2 separate regions of the Oryctolagus cuniculus genome follow, and region 2 is linked to region 1. Evidence: chromatin contacts called from public Hi-C data. All regions are on one chromosome and are shown on one strand. The core of a region is the stretch at or near the end of the contact, and the rest is flanking DNA. Distances in the headings are between cores, read along the strand shown. Region 1 overlaps ZNF532 (zinc finger protein 532). Region 2 has its middle 82 kb from the start of ZNF532.

Region 1 (2,887 bases), core at 5-2,504:
TGCTTTCCCAGGCACATTAGTGGGGAGCTGGGTCGAAATGGAGCAGCCAGGACTCAAACCGGCGTCCATGTAGCATGCTGGTGTCCCAGGTGGAGACAAACCCTACTGTACCATAGTGTCTGGCCCTGGTAATCTTTTCTCCTGTGCAGTCTGCCCTGTAGTCCTTTTTTTTTCTTCTTTAATATGCTGTTAATTTGTTGGGAAAGTCGGGTTGTTTATTCCCAGCTTGTTCCTCACTTCACTGGATTTGCTTCTTTTGGACATTGCTTAACTTGCTCCTCTGGGTCTCAATTCCTAGAAGTTTGGTTAGACTCAGGTTGAATTTTTTTTTTAGATAATAATATGTTGTAAGTACCACAGTCTTTTTTTTTTTTTTTTTAAAGATTTATTTATTTATTTGAAAGAGTTACAGAGAGGAGAAGAAACAGAAATAGAGAAAGAGATATCTTGCATCCACTGGTTCACTTTCCAGATGGCCACAGGGCTGGGCCAGACTGAAGCCAGGAGCCAGGAGCTTCTTCTGGGTGTCACATGTGGCTGCAGGGGCCCAAGGCGGGGGCTGTCTTCTGCTGCTTCCCCAGGTGCATTAGAAGGGAGCTGGATCAGAAGAGGAGCAGCTGGGACTCCAACTGGCACCCACTGGGATGCTGGCACTGCAGACGGTGGCTTAACTCGCTATGCCACAGCTCCGGCCCCGTCAGTCTTTGTGTATCACATCCTGAGGTACCTAATACCTGCTCATCCCACTTGAGTGATGCTAAGACTGAGTAATTGATTGAAGCACACGATGTTTTCAAAGGCAGCCATCTTGCTGTAGCAAAAGCCTGTAGAACAAGCTAATCATCCTTTGTGGACCTGTGTAGAGTACATAGCGACAGGTTTGTGATTGCTGTAACCCAGGTCCTCTGGGTGTTCTGAGCATCACTGTATGACCTCATTTATTTACACTACCTAGGAAAGCAGTTGCAGAATACCCTTGGCTTTGTGGCACACTGCTGATTTCCTCAGCTCAGCTCGCGACCTCTCTACAAGCACCTCCGCTGTTCGTGATAAATACGGGGTGGCTCTCCAGGAGCAGTGTTGCCCAGTCCTTCCTCTCCGAAACTCTTGTGGTACTTTTCAGAGTTCTGGTCTCTAGCAGCTTCCTCCACCCTGCTCATCTGAGGCTTCCTTGATAGAGACTGTGAGGGGAGGAGACGGTGCCACAGAAGTGTTGGCAGGATGAAACTCAGCACTGCGGAAACCATAGAGCCGGCTCCGGCCTGGACGCGTGCGTGCGTGCGCGCAAGGTGCCTCAGTCAGATGGAGCCGTTCGCCAGAGGAAATGCTTGACACAGTGGGATTGTAGGTCTCGCCTTGAAGGAGTTGGCAACCTTGCCTTCTGGAATGAGACTCTTCAGATTAGGTTACAGTTCTCGTTCTGCTCACTCGGCCTCCTGAGTGAAGTAAGGGGCCCGAGGAGGAGGAGGGAAGGAAAGACGTGTCTTTAAATGCTAAGAAGCGCACCCAGCGTTGACCGGGAGTGAGGAAGCAGGGTCAGCCCGGGACCCTCCACCTGCCACAGCCACCCGCCAGCATGCTTGGGCTTGCTCCCTCCTCCCTCCTGGCGGAATATCTGGCTCTTCCCTTTAAAACCACAGCTTCAGGTCTTCCCTTCTCTGCTCTGTCCCTCGTGTCCTTTGCCTGAGTTCCCTTCAGAGAGCCAAGGCAGCTCAGTGTCGCAGCAGCTTCCCTCCCGCCCCTCCCCGGCCGCCACTTTGGCTGTCGGCGCCTCTGCACCTGGCTGCCCTCCTGACATGCTTCTGTCTTGACTTCAGTGTCTGCCTCTAGCAGTCTCTCCTAACTGCACGAGGAGCATGCTTGCGGCCATGCACAGTGTTCAAGTCCGTGTCTGACGCGTCCTGAGAGATGGGAGGGTGTGTGCAGATACCGGCCGGCTCTGTGGCTCTGTCTCTCCAGCTGTGGTTTCTTGCCTGAATTCCAGTCTCCAAAATCCAGCCACTTCTTGAGCACTTTGACTTCTTACATAACTCAAGATGCGTTAATCCAAGCCTGCTCAACAAAGAACCTAAATTGCCCCACGCCCCGAGCCCACCATTTTTGCCAAACCTTGGTGTCTGACTCGACTCGGCGCTGTCTTGCTTCTGCTCAGCTCCCTGGGCCCAGCCGTCCAGGCATTCCCCACCAGTCCAGCCAGCTGGCTGTTCTCATGGATGCAGCCTTTGTTTAGGAAGCTGTCAATTCTTGTGTGGATGATTGTTCTCACTGTAGCCAGAGAGGTTTTTTTCTTTTCTTTTTTAGAGGTTTATTTATTTATTTATTTGAAAGGCAGAGTTATGGGGTAGGGGGAGGGAAGGAGAACAGGGAGAGGGAGAAGGAAAGAGGGGAAAGAGAGAGAAAGGTCTTCTCTCCACTGGTTCACTCCCCAGATGGCCTCAATGGCCAGGGCTGGGCCAGGCCAAAGCCAGGAGCCAGGAGCTACCTCCGTGTATCCCACATGGGTGCAGGGGTCTAAGCACTTGGGCCACCCTCCACTTCTTTTTTTTATTTTATTTTTAAGATTTATTTACTTATTTGAAAGAGTTACACAATGAGAAGGAGAGGCAGAGAGGGAGGGGTCTTCCATCCGCTAGTTCACTACCCAGTTGGCCGCAAGGGCCGGAGTTGAGCCGATCCAAAGCCAGGGGCCAGGAGCTTCTTCCAGGTCTCCCACACGGGTGCAGGGGCCCAAGGACTTGGGTCATCTTCTACTGCTTTCCTAGGCCATAGCAGAGAGCTGGATCAGAAGTGGACTTGAACCTGCACCCATATGGGATGCTGGCACTGCAGCCAGTGTCTTTACTTGCTGCGCCACAGCGCCGGCCCCGAGGCTTAACTTTCTACAGCA
Region 2 (3,075 bases), core at 40-2,539, 170 kb before region 1:
TGGTTGGTGACAGGTGCCAGAGGAACCCAATGCCCCAGCAAGTGTGTGTGCCCATTCCACACCGACTCAGTGATGGGTCCGTGCGTGTTTCCTGAGCCCCTGCTGCATGCACCCCCCGTTCCCGGGTACAGTAAGGCCGGATCAGAGAAGAAAGCGCCATTGCCTGAGCCGACAGCCTTTGTCCTAAGGAGCGCTGCACTCGGGACTCTTTCTGATGGGAGCTCATCAACACTCAGCACCGGTAGGTGAGTGATACCACCACCATCTTAGAGACACAGAAGCCAAAGTTCAAGCAGGCTCAAGTAACTTTCTCTAAGACTTCTTCATTTATTTGAAAGGCAGAGTGAGAAAGAGATCTTCCATCTGCTAGTTTGTTCCCCAAGAAGCCGCAACAGCCAGGGCTGGTCCGGGACAAAGTCAGAAGCCTGGAGCCCCACCCAGGCCTCCCGTGTGGGTGGCAGGGGCCCTAGCACTTGGAGCAGCCTCAGCTGCCTTCCCAGGGGTGTTAGCAGGGAACTGAAACAGAACTGGAGTGACTGGGACTCAAGCAAGCACTCAAGTATGGGATAATGGTGTCACAAGTGCCGGCTTAACCCACTGCGCCACCCCTGGCTCAAAGAACTTGTAGATGTCAGAGGCAATTAGAACCCAGGCCCACAGCTCCCCTGTCCCAGGGCACAGCCTCCCTCCCTGGGGCACGTAAGGAAGCTGGGCCATGGCCCAGCACGGACAGAGGCGACCATCTGCTGTCCAGGTCCTGCCTGCCTTCTGCCTGGCACAAGCCTGCTCCCCGCTTCCCGCCTTGCCCTGACTTCTCCCTCAACAACCGAAACCCTGGGCCATTGAATTGGCACTCCATGCCAGGCACAAAGCTAGCCTGTAGGGGGCGTGTTCTCTGGCCAGTGTCTGCAGCCTGTGGTGCCAGGGGGCTCGGCTGTCTAATGCCCCACCTCCACTACGACCTGTCCCTCCCTGGCCCTGATGTGGGCAGTTCCCCTCCACGCCTTCCGTGTTTGCAAAAATATGTCAGCCAGCAGGCACTGTGCTCAGCACCCCTGCACCCTGGTCTGAGGTGCCTGCAGCAGATTCTGAATCCTTCCAGAACTCTCTGTGCGGCCCACATGACACTGCAATGCAATAGGGACACTCCAAATTCCATCTTCTTCAGGAACAGAACCATCCATTTTTAGCTGGAAGACTACAGTTCCCAGAATCCCTTGTGCTTGGGTGTGGCTATGTGGCCGATTCCTGGGAGCAAATGGGAAGAGCAGACCCTCCTTACAGAAGGCGGAAGCACCTCCCCCCGCCTCCTCTCCCCTTTCCTCCCTTCTGTGTGGCAAGGAGACACTGAGGTGAGCCGTCTTGGATTGCATCATGCGCAGGACAGAGGAGCTCCAGTCACAGACGCCAAAGCAAAGCAGTGCGGTGCCTGGGCGCTGGCTGGCTCAGAGAGGAACAGGGTGCCGGGAGCAAGCCCCAAACCGGCAGCAGTAAGAGCAGTCGCCGTTCCGTGCCAAGCACAAAGCATGCATTATGTCGTTCAGTTCCGATAATAACCCTGGGTAAGATGCCACTGCTGCACACTTAGAGATGAGCAAACACCCGCTGAGAAAGGGTTCAGAGCCGACGTCCGGGAAGCAGCGGTGAGCAATCCAACGCCACTCGCACGAGGAAGACTGGCTTCTCAGTCACCGCGCCATTCCCGGAGCTCAGCCATCGCCATCCTAAGAACAAGCGCAGTTGTGACAGTTCTAGGTTGTTAACGATGGCTCATCAACTTAGACTCTCTTGCTACATCTGTGAGCAGGGTAGAGCCTGACCAACCGTCTCAAGCCCCAGTGGCTTTTGCCCATGGAAGCAGGCAAAGACCAAACCAGGAAGGCATACACATTACTGCAACAAAACGCTTCAAAATGTTCTAGATCGTTGCGCTTTATTTCCAAGGGCTTTGTGTGATCATTGAGGGTAACCGGATGGACCTAATCTAAGAGCTGGCGTCCCCGACTTGCACGTTCAGTGGCTTCTGTGCCCTCCAAGCAGTTACACGCGGTGACAAACAGCAGCAGAGTGACCCTGTGTGGACCCATCGCTTTGCTGAACCCCCTCAACTTCTCGAGGAAATGATGGAAATGGAGGCTTGCTCCCTCAGTTTCTGTTTGCTTTCTCTTCATTTTTAGCTTTTTATCTGGAAACTTAGAAATGTCTCCAGCAGGATCCGGTGCCATGGTGTAGCAGATTAAAGCCTCCGCCTGCAGTGTTGGCATTCCATATGGACGCCAGTTCGAGTCCCAGCTTCTCCACTTCCGATCCAACTCTCTCTCACTTTCTTTTTCTTTTCTTTTTTAAGATTTATTTATTTATATGAAAGGCAGAGTTACAGAGCAGAGACAGAGAGAGAGAGGGGTCTTCCATCCTCTGGTTCACTCCCCAGATGGCCACAACGGCCAGAGCTGAGCTGATCGGAAGCCAGGAGCCAGGGGCTTCTTCCCAGTCTCCCACATGGGTGCAGGGGCCCAAGGACTTGGGCCATCTTCTACTGCTTTCCCAGGCCACAGCAGAGAGCTGGATCGGAAGTGGAGCAGCCGAGGACTTGAACCAGCACCCCATGGGATGCCGGCACTGCAGGCGGTGGCTTTACCCATTATGCTACAGCACCAGCCCCTATCTTTCAAATAAATAAAATAAATATTAAAAAAAAAACACTCTTAATGAGTTAAAAAAAAAGTCTCCACCAATGAGTGCTTAGACCTTTGCCCCAGGGGGAAGTGGAGGTCAACAGCTGGTCCCCAGCTCACAGGCACCTTGTGGGGGGCGCATTCACTCAGCAACACTGCAGGGGTCAGAGCCTGAGTCCACATGCCCCCTGGCTGACGCCTGAGCAAGACTCCACTCGCAGCCTCCCGGCCCTGCAGGGCCACCTGATGTCCCTCCCCACCTCTGCTGCTGGGAGACACATCCGTCCCCTCAGGCCGTCTTGAGGCCCATTTTAACCGGGTCTCCGTCGTCCAGGTGGTCAAGTCCTGGGAGGCAGGGAAGGGAGACGGGAGCTGGCCGTCTCCTCCCCTTGGTCCCGCT

What was found. Hi-C and Micro-C count contacts between places; a contact is called where the count stands out from the background.
Region 2: a contact with region 1 is called in a Hi-C map of psoas muscle, with 4 times the contacts expected there. The contact joins two enhancer-like sites. A contact is called at or near these places in 2 of 6 Hi-C or Micro-C datasets (ear pinna and psoas muscle).

Annotation. Positions count from the first base shown.
Region 1 is chr10:19,501,183-19,504,069 of mOryCun1.1, reverse strand. The region is part of intron 7 of ZNF532 (zinc finger protein 532); the gene reads left to right. Among named protein-coding and RNA genes, the nearest start is that of ZNF532, 84 kb to the left of the region's middle. Within about 2 kb of position 1,254, at least 2 of the 8 cell types and tissues checked have an H3K27ac peak or open chromatin away from gene starts, as enhancers often do.
Region 2 is chr10:19,667,190-19,670,264 of mOryCun1.1, reverse strand. No RefSeq gene overlaps it. Among named protein-coding and RNA genes, the nearest start is that of ZNF532, 82 kb to the right of the region's middle. Within about 2 kb of position 1,289, at least 4 of the 8 cell types and tissues checked have an H3K27ac peak or open chromatin away from gene starts, as enhancers often do.